Regions from separate parts of the Mustela erminea genome. Here region 2 is linked to region 1. Evidence: chromatin contacts called from public Hi-C data. All regions are on one chromosome and are shown on one strand. The core of a region is the stretch at or near the end of the contact, and the rest is flanking DNA. Distances in the headings are between cores, read along the strand shown.

Region 1 (3,476 bases), core at 407-2,906:
AGCCATGGAGAGGGTTGAGTCATCTCCTTGGGGCTCGATAAAGATCTCTAACTAAGGGTTAAGTACGCTGCAGGATGCTATGTACCAAGAATGCTGTTTTGTGTTAGAGTGGAGATGTAATTGCCACAGCAGATTTCTAGAAGGTATAGAAAAAAAAAAAAAAAAAAACACAGACACACACAGGATTTGGGGGTGAGCAATGTGGCTCTTTCACTGTATGTACTTTTGCCCGCTTGCATTTTCCATGTGCTACTGTTTTGCTTTGTTTTGGTTTTTTGATGTTAAGTACGGAATTGTGGTCAGGTGTGCACACACGTAGAAAGAAACCAGTAGCCTGAGCTGAAGAAGGGAAAATTTAGCACTAGTGACATCAAAGGCAGGAAATGGTGTTTCCCTGCTGAGAGCAGTAGAAGAGCACAGGGATGGGGAAGACCCCGGCAGACCAGGGCCAGCCCCTACGACCCCTCAGAAGAGACTGGCATGAGAAGCCAGATGACTGTGCTGGGAAGGGAGACCTCCCACCCCAGGAAGGAAGTCCCAGCAAAGCCACAACCTGGAGGGACTCTCCAGCTCACCCAGGAAGGCAGTCACAAGGCAGACACATAGGGGTACCATAGGTGCCCCCATTCCTGTCATACACTATCATACAAACCAAGACACAAATCAAGACACACTCAGACACACCGTATAGACACTCACACACTCTCTCTCACGCACACACACACACTCACACACACACTGAGACACATACCTGAACACATAATCATACATACACCAGGGCAGCCACTAAAGCTAGCCCCAGGCACACACAAGGACACGCCCGTGGCCGTGGGCACACCTATCCACTCACCCAAAACAGCCTCCAAGAGACTCAAACTCTTCGGGATACGCAATCAGAGACTCACAATATCAGACACCCAGAGGCCACCCAAGGCATGCAAGTCACACAGTGACACAAGCTGACCCAGAGAGACAGGCAAGACACTCGAAACAAAGGCACAAAGTACAAGGGAACACAACCAAAGGAACCCAGGCCCCATCCTTCAAACCGTCCAAGATCCACCACCCCCTAGTGGACCAGGCTCCACTTTCTCGAGGAACCTCTAGGTCTCTTGTCTTGGCAGCGGCACCCAGTGTAAGCCGCGGGCGACCCCTGCTGGACTAGGCGCCTCAAACCCGGGCTGCAAGGCCCGGGGACCGTGGGGGAAATCGTGGGGGCGTCTAGACTAAAAGACTAAAAGCTTCTAGGTCTTTGGCATCACATGCAAAGGACGGTGAGGAAAGAGCGTGGCGACCCGGGAGCAGGGAGGCGGGCGGCCGGAGCCTTACCAGGCCGACCTTCAACACGCGAACAGAGTCGGGAAGCCGGAGTGGGACGGAAGACCCTCGCCCGCCCCCTCCACGCAGCCTGCTCCGCGCCCCCGCGGGGTGCTGCTCGCGGTCCTGAGGAAGACCGAGGGAGCCGGAGGCGGACTCCCATTGGCCAAAGTGACGCGGTGAGGGCGCCCGCCCGGACCGGGCGACCCGTCGGCGCACAGGAAGGGGTGCCGGTCCGCCCCGGACGGCTCTCAGCCAGAAAGTGACCACCACGCAATCACCCAAGTTCTGGAATGCCCGGGGCGGAGACTGCCGGCGCAGGAGGAAAACCGACCAACTCCAATGTAACTTTGACCCTAAGAAGGGTGAGCCCGCCCCTTCCAGGTCCGACCCTTCTCACAAGCCCTGCCCATTCCCCAGCCCGCCCACTCGTTTCCCCAGCCCCGCCCACTCATTCCCCAGCCCCGCCCACCCCCACCTCATTGCCCCCCCAGGCTCCGCCCACTCCCCCCGTCACCCTTCCAGGCTCTGCCCCCTCCCCAAGTCCCGCCCATTTCCCCAGCCATCCCCTTCCAGGCCTCGCCCCCTCCCCAAGTCCCGCCTACTGCTCCGTTATCTCCCTAGGCTCCGCCCACCCGGCCCCCTTCCAGACCTTGCCCCTTCTCCCAGTCCCGCCTACTTCCCAGACATCCCCCTTTCGGGCCTTGCCCACTCACCAAGACCCGCCCACTACCCTGTCATCTCCCTAGGCTCCGCCTACTTCTCCAGTCATCAGCCTCCCAATCCCGCCCATTTCTCTGTAATCCTCTAGCTTGGGCCCCGTCCCCCCATCAGCCTTCCAATCCCGCCCACTTCGCCGTCATCCTCAGACCCCGCCCACTAGCCCGGCTCTGAGACTCCCAGGTCCTGCCCACCCTCAGTTCCGCCCACTTTCCTTTCTCTTTTAACTTCGGCGCGTTCCCCTCCCCCCTCAGCCTCCCAAGTAAGCCCTGCCCACTCTGCTGCCCCGCCTACTTTTCTACCTCTCGCTCCAGCACCACCTTCTTCCCAGGCTCCGCCCTTCTATTTCCTACCTAAAAATCCTCTTGCATTTCCCGGGTTCCACTTTCAGAACCCTGGGCCTCCTGCGCGGGCTAAGCCTTTACCATCCCCATCCCTAGTCTAACTGCCCTGCCCACAGTGGTCTTCACTGCCCAGGCGCCATCCAGCTCACGAACTCTAACCCCAGGCCGGGTGGGTGTGCCCACCCTGTCGTCCCCACAGTCGATAAATTCACCACATGCAATCCTGGCCTTGCCCCAGCCGGTGATCCGGGGGCCAGGGCCTGTGGCCTGGGGACCTGCTCAGGACACTCCTGCCCTACCTGGGCCGCACACCTGGACCGCCATGTTGTTGGTGGCTTTGGAATGTTGTGTCTGCTGCTGGGTGAGCCCCTCTCCACCAGCCTTAAGGGTCCCCAGTGCCAACAGCCAAAAATCTGTAGAGGGGGTTCTCTCTGCCTGTTTTTATGCAAGGGTCTCTAGATTGGGGGCTGGCTGCACGCATATATGTGTGTGTGTGTACACAATCACACACACATGCACACGCACACACGTGTCACGTGACTTCACGTCCCTGGGCTCATCTGTGTATTTCCGGGATATCTGGGTCAGTGTGAGTCTGTGTGAATCGGGAAGAAAGGGTCTCTCCACAAGTGTGACTTTGGGAGTTTTCCTGTCTTCCTGGGTCTGTGTTCCCAGAAGAGCATTTGGCTGTGCGTCTTTTTCCTTTTCGTCTGTCTTGCATTTGATTTTATTTTCTCCCTTCAACCATTTTTTTTTCAGTCTTTCATATGATTTTGTTCGCTGTATGTTCCTTTGAGTGGTATCTCTGAGTCTGTCTGTGTGTCTGGAGGGGGTGTCTGTATTGTGTATGTCCGTGTGTGTTTGTGTGTCTGTTGTATGTGAGGCTCTGGGTCTCCCTGTGTGTCTGAGGTTGGTCTGTGTTGTGCTTATATGCACGTGAGTGTAGGATTCCATGTACGCGTGCTCGGGCATGCATGTCACACACATGTGTGCCTTGGGTCTCTCTCCACATCGGGCTCGGTCTGTACTGAGGTCTGAGTGCAAGAGCTTATCTGTGTGTATCAGACGTGGTGGTGTGTACGTGTGTCTCTGGGC
Region 2 (3,476 bases), core at 501-3,000, 140 kb before region 1:
CCCCCACCCCATCGCCGGAAGAACCTGAGGTCACCCCGCTCTTGCGGGCCGGCCCGGCTCCAGACATCTCTGCTGGGCCTACTAATGGGCTGGTTCCCTCCGGCCACAGGGCGGATGGGAGGACTTCGATCCTGCCCAGAACGCGCCTCTGCCAAGGCCTGGTCCATTAGCACCCCCGCCGCATCCTGCCTTCCCCCACCTCCCGAAGTCTGCGCCGGGAAACTGAGGACAGACCGTCCTTGGGGCACCGGGCCCAGGTCTTTCCTCGGCCCTCATCCAGTTCGCGCTTCCACCTGCCCATTTTCCAGTCGCATCCATTTAGATCCAATCAGGTTTCACTGTACAGACCCTAGTTCCGACTCCACCTCTCCCTCCAGACACTCAGGCCCTGGGGCTCGGAAGTCTGTCACCTCGCTCATAAAAGTCTGTTCACACCTCATTAATCTCTTTAAGGCACTGAGATGAAAGGGGAGAGAGCCCTGCAGCGCCCACCTCATCCTCTCTGCTCCTGCCTTTGCTACTTGTGTCTACCGAGGTAACAGACGCCCCCAGGCACAAGTGAGACTCTAAGCCTCCTGGCTCCCAGTACCCATACCAGTACACACACCAGGGAGCCCAGGAGGCTAGCCCCAGGAGCCCACAGTGAGACACCTACACTGGGACAGATGGCTCTGTTGGGACCTGGCCCCACCTGCTGGTGGCTTCTGGGCTAGAAAACCTCAAGTTGCTGTGCTCCAGGATTTGGGGGACCAGGCGTGTCAGGGGCTCAGCATGGGTTCTGATCTCAGTGGCTTAGCCTGGTATTAGAGTCTCAAACTCAAACTGGAATTGGGATTCGTTCCAGGTCGACACCGCATTTGGGATGGGATCTCAGACTGGGGTCAGTTTAGCGGAGGGGTCAGCAACCCACTGGGATTCAAACTAGGGTCCAGAGGTCAGGCCTAGTCTGGGATCACGGCGTAGTCCAGGTTGGGGGCTCAACCAGAGACTAAGGCCCAGGCTCGGTGTAGGTCGAAGGTCAGAAGGGAGTGGGGAAGTCTGGTTTTCAGGCCGACGTCGGGGCTCAGCGGCAGGTAAGGACTCAGCCTGGGGTAGGTGTTCAGCCAATCAACGAGTCCGGCGTGGGATCTATGGATGGGCTACTCCTTTGCCTCACTCTAGGATAGAGGCTCCGCCTAACGCTGGAATTCAGCCCGAGGTCATAGGTCATCCTGGGGTCAAGATTTAGCCTGGGGCTAGGTTTCGGCCTTTCGTGGATCAGGAAGATTAGAACCGGACAGGCCTCAGCAGACGTGCGTGTTTACCAAAAGCCTGGGCTCTGGCTGGGAGCCACATCCCCAGAGTGAAAAGAGGAAGTCCGTCCTTGGGGATATTGGGAAATGTAGTTTATTGAATGCCCAGTAGCCCTCTCTGGTCTCACTGCATTCTGGGTAATGTAGTCCTGGACCGATCTTCAGTTGGGCGTGGGTGAAGGATCTGTGGGTGAAGGAATTCCGCTTCAAGGGCGGGATATCAGATCCATTAGAATTGGTTAGTTGGACTGTTTGTCAAATTACATTAGCACAACCTTTCTAGTGATTGGTGATAGCGGAGGCGGGATTAAGCGGTATCCGCAGCCTATTCGGAGCTGGTGACGTCCATTTGGTGTCGTACGGGGGGTGGTGCAGACTTTCGAGGAAACGGTCGCTGACTGGCTGGGAGGGCCTGACATGTTAGAGGGTCGGCCCCCATCGTGCGGCGATTGGCTCACCTTTCGGAGGGTGGGTGCGTCAGAGGCGGTGTCAGGGGAGGTGGTGGCTCCAGAGATGGCAGTGAGCGAGAGGAGGGGTCTCGCCCGCCGGAGCCCCGCGGAGTGGGGGCAGCCGCTACTGCTGCTCTTGCTCTTGGGCGGCTGCTCTGGGCGCATCCACCGGCTGGCGCTGACGGTGAGTCCCGCCGCGCGGCGGACTGGGGCGGGGGGCGCAGTTTTGCTCCTAAGAAGCCCCTGGTTTGGAGTGGTCTCGTCCTACCTCCCCCTCTGCTTACGCGCGATGGAGCGGCCCGCCGCCCCCCGCTTCCCGGCCCCGAGTGGTCTCGTCCGAGGAGTCCCCCTTAGTCCTCGCGTGGAGTTGCCTGGCCGACCACGCTCGGGTTGTGCCCGGCCCACTGAGGGTGGGACTTCACCTCCTGGGACAACCCCTCGCCCCCGTTAGTCTCCTAAATTCTTGGGATCGCTCTGGGGGCGCTGGGATTTCTACAATGGGTTCCTCCGGGCACTCACTGGGTTCTTGGAATCTACGAACTGTCGGGGCTCCTAACCCCAAGATGAATAACCTTGCTCTCGTGGCGGGGTGGGGGGGTGGGGGTGCTCCCCTCCCCCCCTCCCGTGCGGAGACCTCCAGGTGCCCCCGGCTTTCTCTTCCTGGACTCGGAACAGCGGCTGGAGGAGCTGGGGCTACCCCGTTCCTCTCTCGCGCCAGAGCCGTGGGGCTGGGTTGGTGGGAAGGAGTCTGAGCTGCCTGTGCCTCCTTGGTGTCCGGCAGGGGGAGAAGCGAGCAGACATCCCGCTGAACAGCTTCGGCTTCTACGCCAATGGCTCCCTGGAGGTGGACCTGAGCCTCTTGCGGCTGGGCCTCCAGGAGACAGAAGAGAAGGACCCGCTGGTGAGGGGCTTTGAGGAGTTTGCTGGAGGAGGGCGAGGGGCGCACGTTTCCCACCCGCACCTGCAGCCCCCAGTTCGTAGCTCCGCCTCTCACCCATGGGCTCTTGGACAAGGGCTCTGGTCTCTCGGAACCTCCGTTCCCTCATCTGTAACGTGGGAATAATAAAACCGCGGGCAGTGTGTGCTGCGGTTGGTGGAGGAGGGCACACCAAAGCCCAAGACAGCCCCAGCTCCTGCAGTCAGAATGAGTAGTAGCATTTCTTTAATGCCACTGAGTACCAGGTACCGGGCGGAGCAGTTTCCATGGGTCTGTTCTCTCGCAGCCGCCTCTCAGGGATGCTGTGAAAACGTTAAGCCTAGAGGTATGTGGCTTGCTCAAAGTGACAGTGCCCGGATGCAAGCAAGTCCACGTGTGCTTGATTCCACAGCTCCAGGCAGGAAAGCCATCCACATTTTTATCTGTTTATTTGTTTATTCCATCAACATTTTAACTGCGTGAAAACAGGGTAGGCAGGGGCCAGCAGATCAGCGAGAGATGCCCGAGACTCCCCGCCGCCCCCCCCCCCCCCCACTGCAACCCCGACTCCCAGGGAAGTGACACTGAAGCTGAGTGGCACCAGTTAGGAATTAAAAGAAGAGTATGAGGGCCCAGGGTCAGGACAGGCTGTTGGAATTCCAAGAGTGAATGTGGGACCTAGCACACAGGCCGGGTTGGATCAATCCGAGGTCAAGTTTCTCTTGCTATGAAAAGAGGTGGTTTGGCGAGGTCCCTGTGCATTCCCTCATTTCTTCAACTTTTCTTTCCACCTGGCAGGTGGGGTTCAGTCTGACTCGG

What was found. Hi-C and Micro-C count contacts between places; a contact is called where the count stands out from the background.
Region 2: a contact with region 1 is called in a Hi-C map of skeletal muscle, with 9 times the contacts expected there. The contact joins the promoter of GPR108 here to the enhancer-like site in region 1. A contact is called at or near these places in 2 of 3 Hi-C or Micro-C datasets (skeletal muscle and spleen).

What each region holds. Positions count from the first base shown.
Region 1 is chr1:4,595,966-4,599,441 of mMusErm1.Pri, reverse strand. No RefSeq gene overlaps it. Among named protein-coding and RNA genes, the nearest start is that of TNFSF9, 6.3 kb to the left of the region's middle. Within about 2 kb of position 1,656, the one cell type or tissue checked has open chromatin away from gene starts, as enhancers often do.
Region 2 is chr1:4,731,421-4,734,896 of mMusErm1.Pri, reverse strand. It overlaps GPR108 (protein GPR108), which reads left to right and starts at 1,750. Exons shown (of 18, transcript XM_032308340.1): 1 at 1,750-1,925; 2 at 2,523-2,642; 3 at 3,456-3,476. The coding sequence starts at 1,806.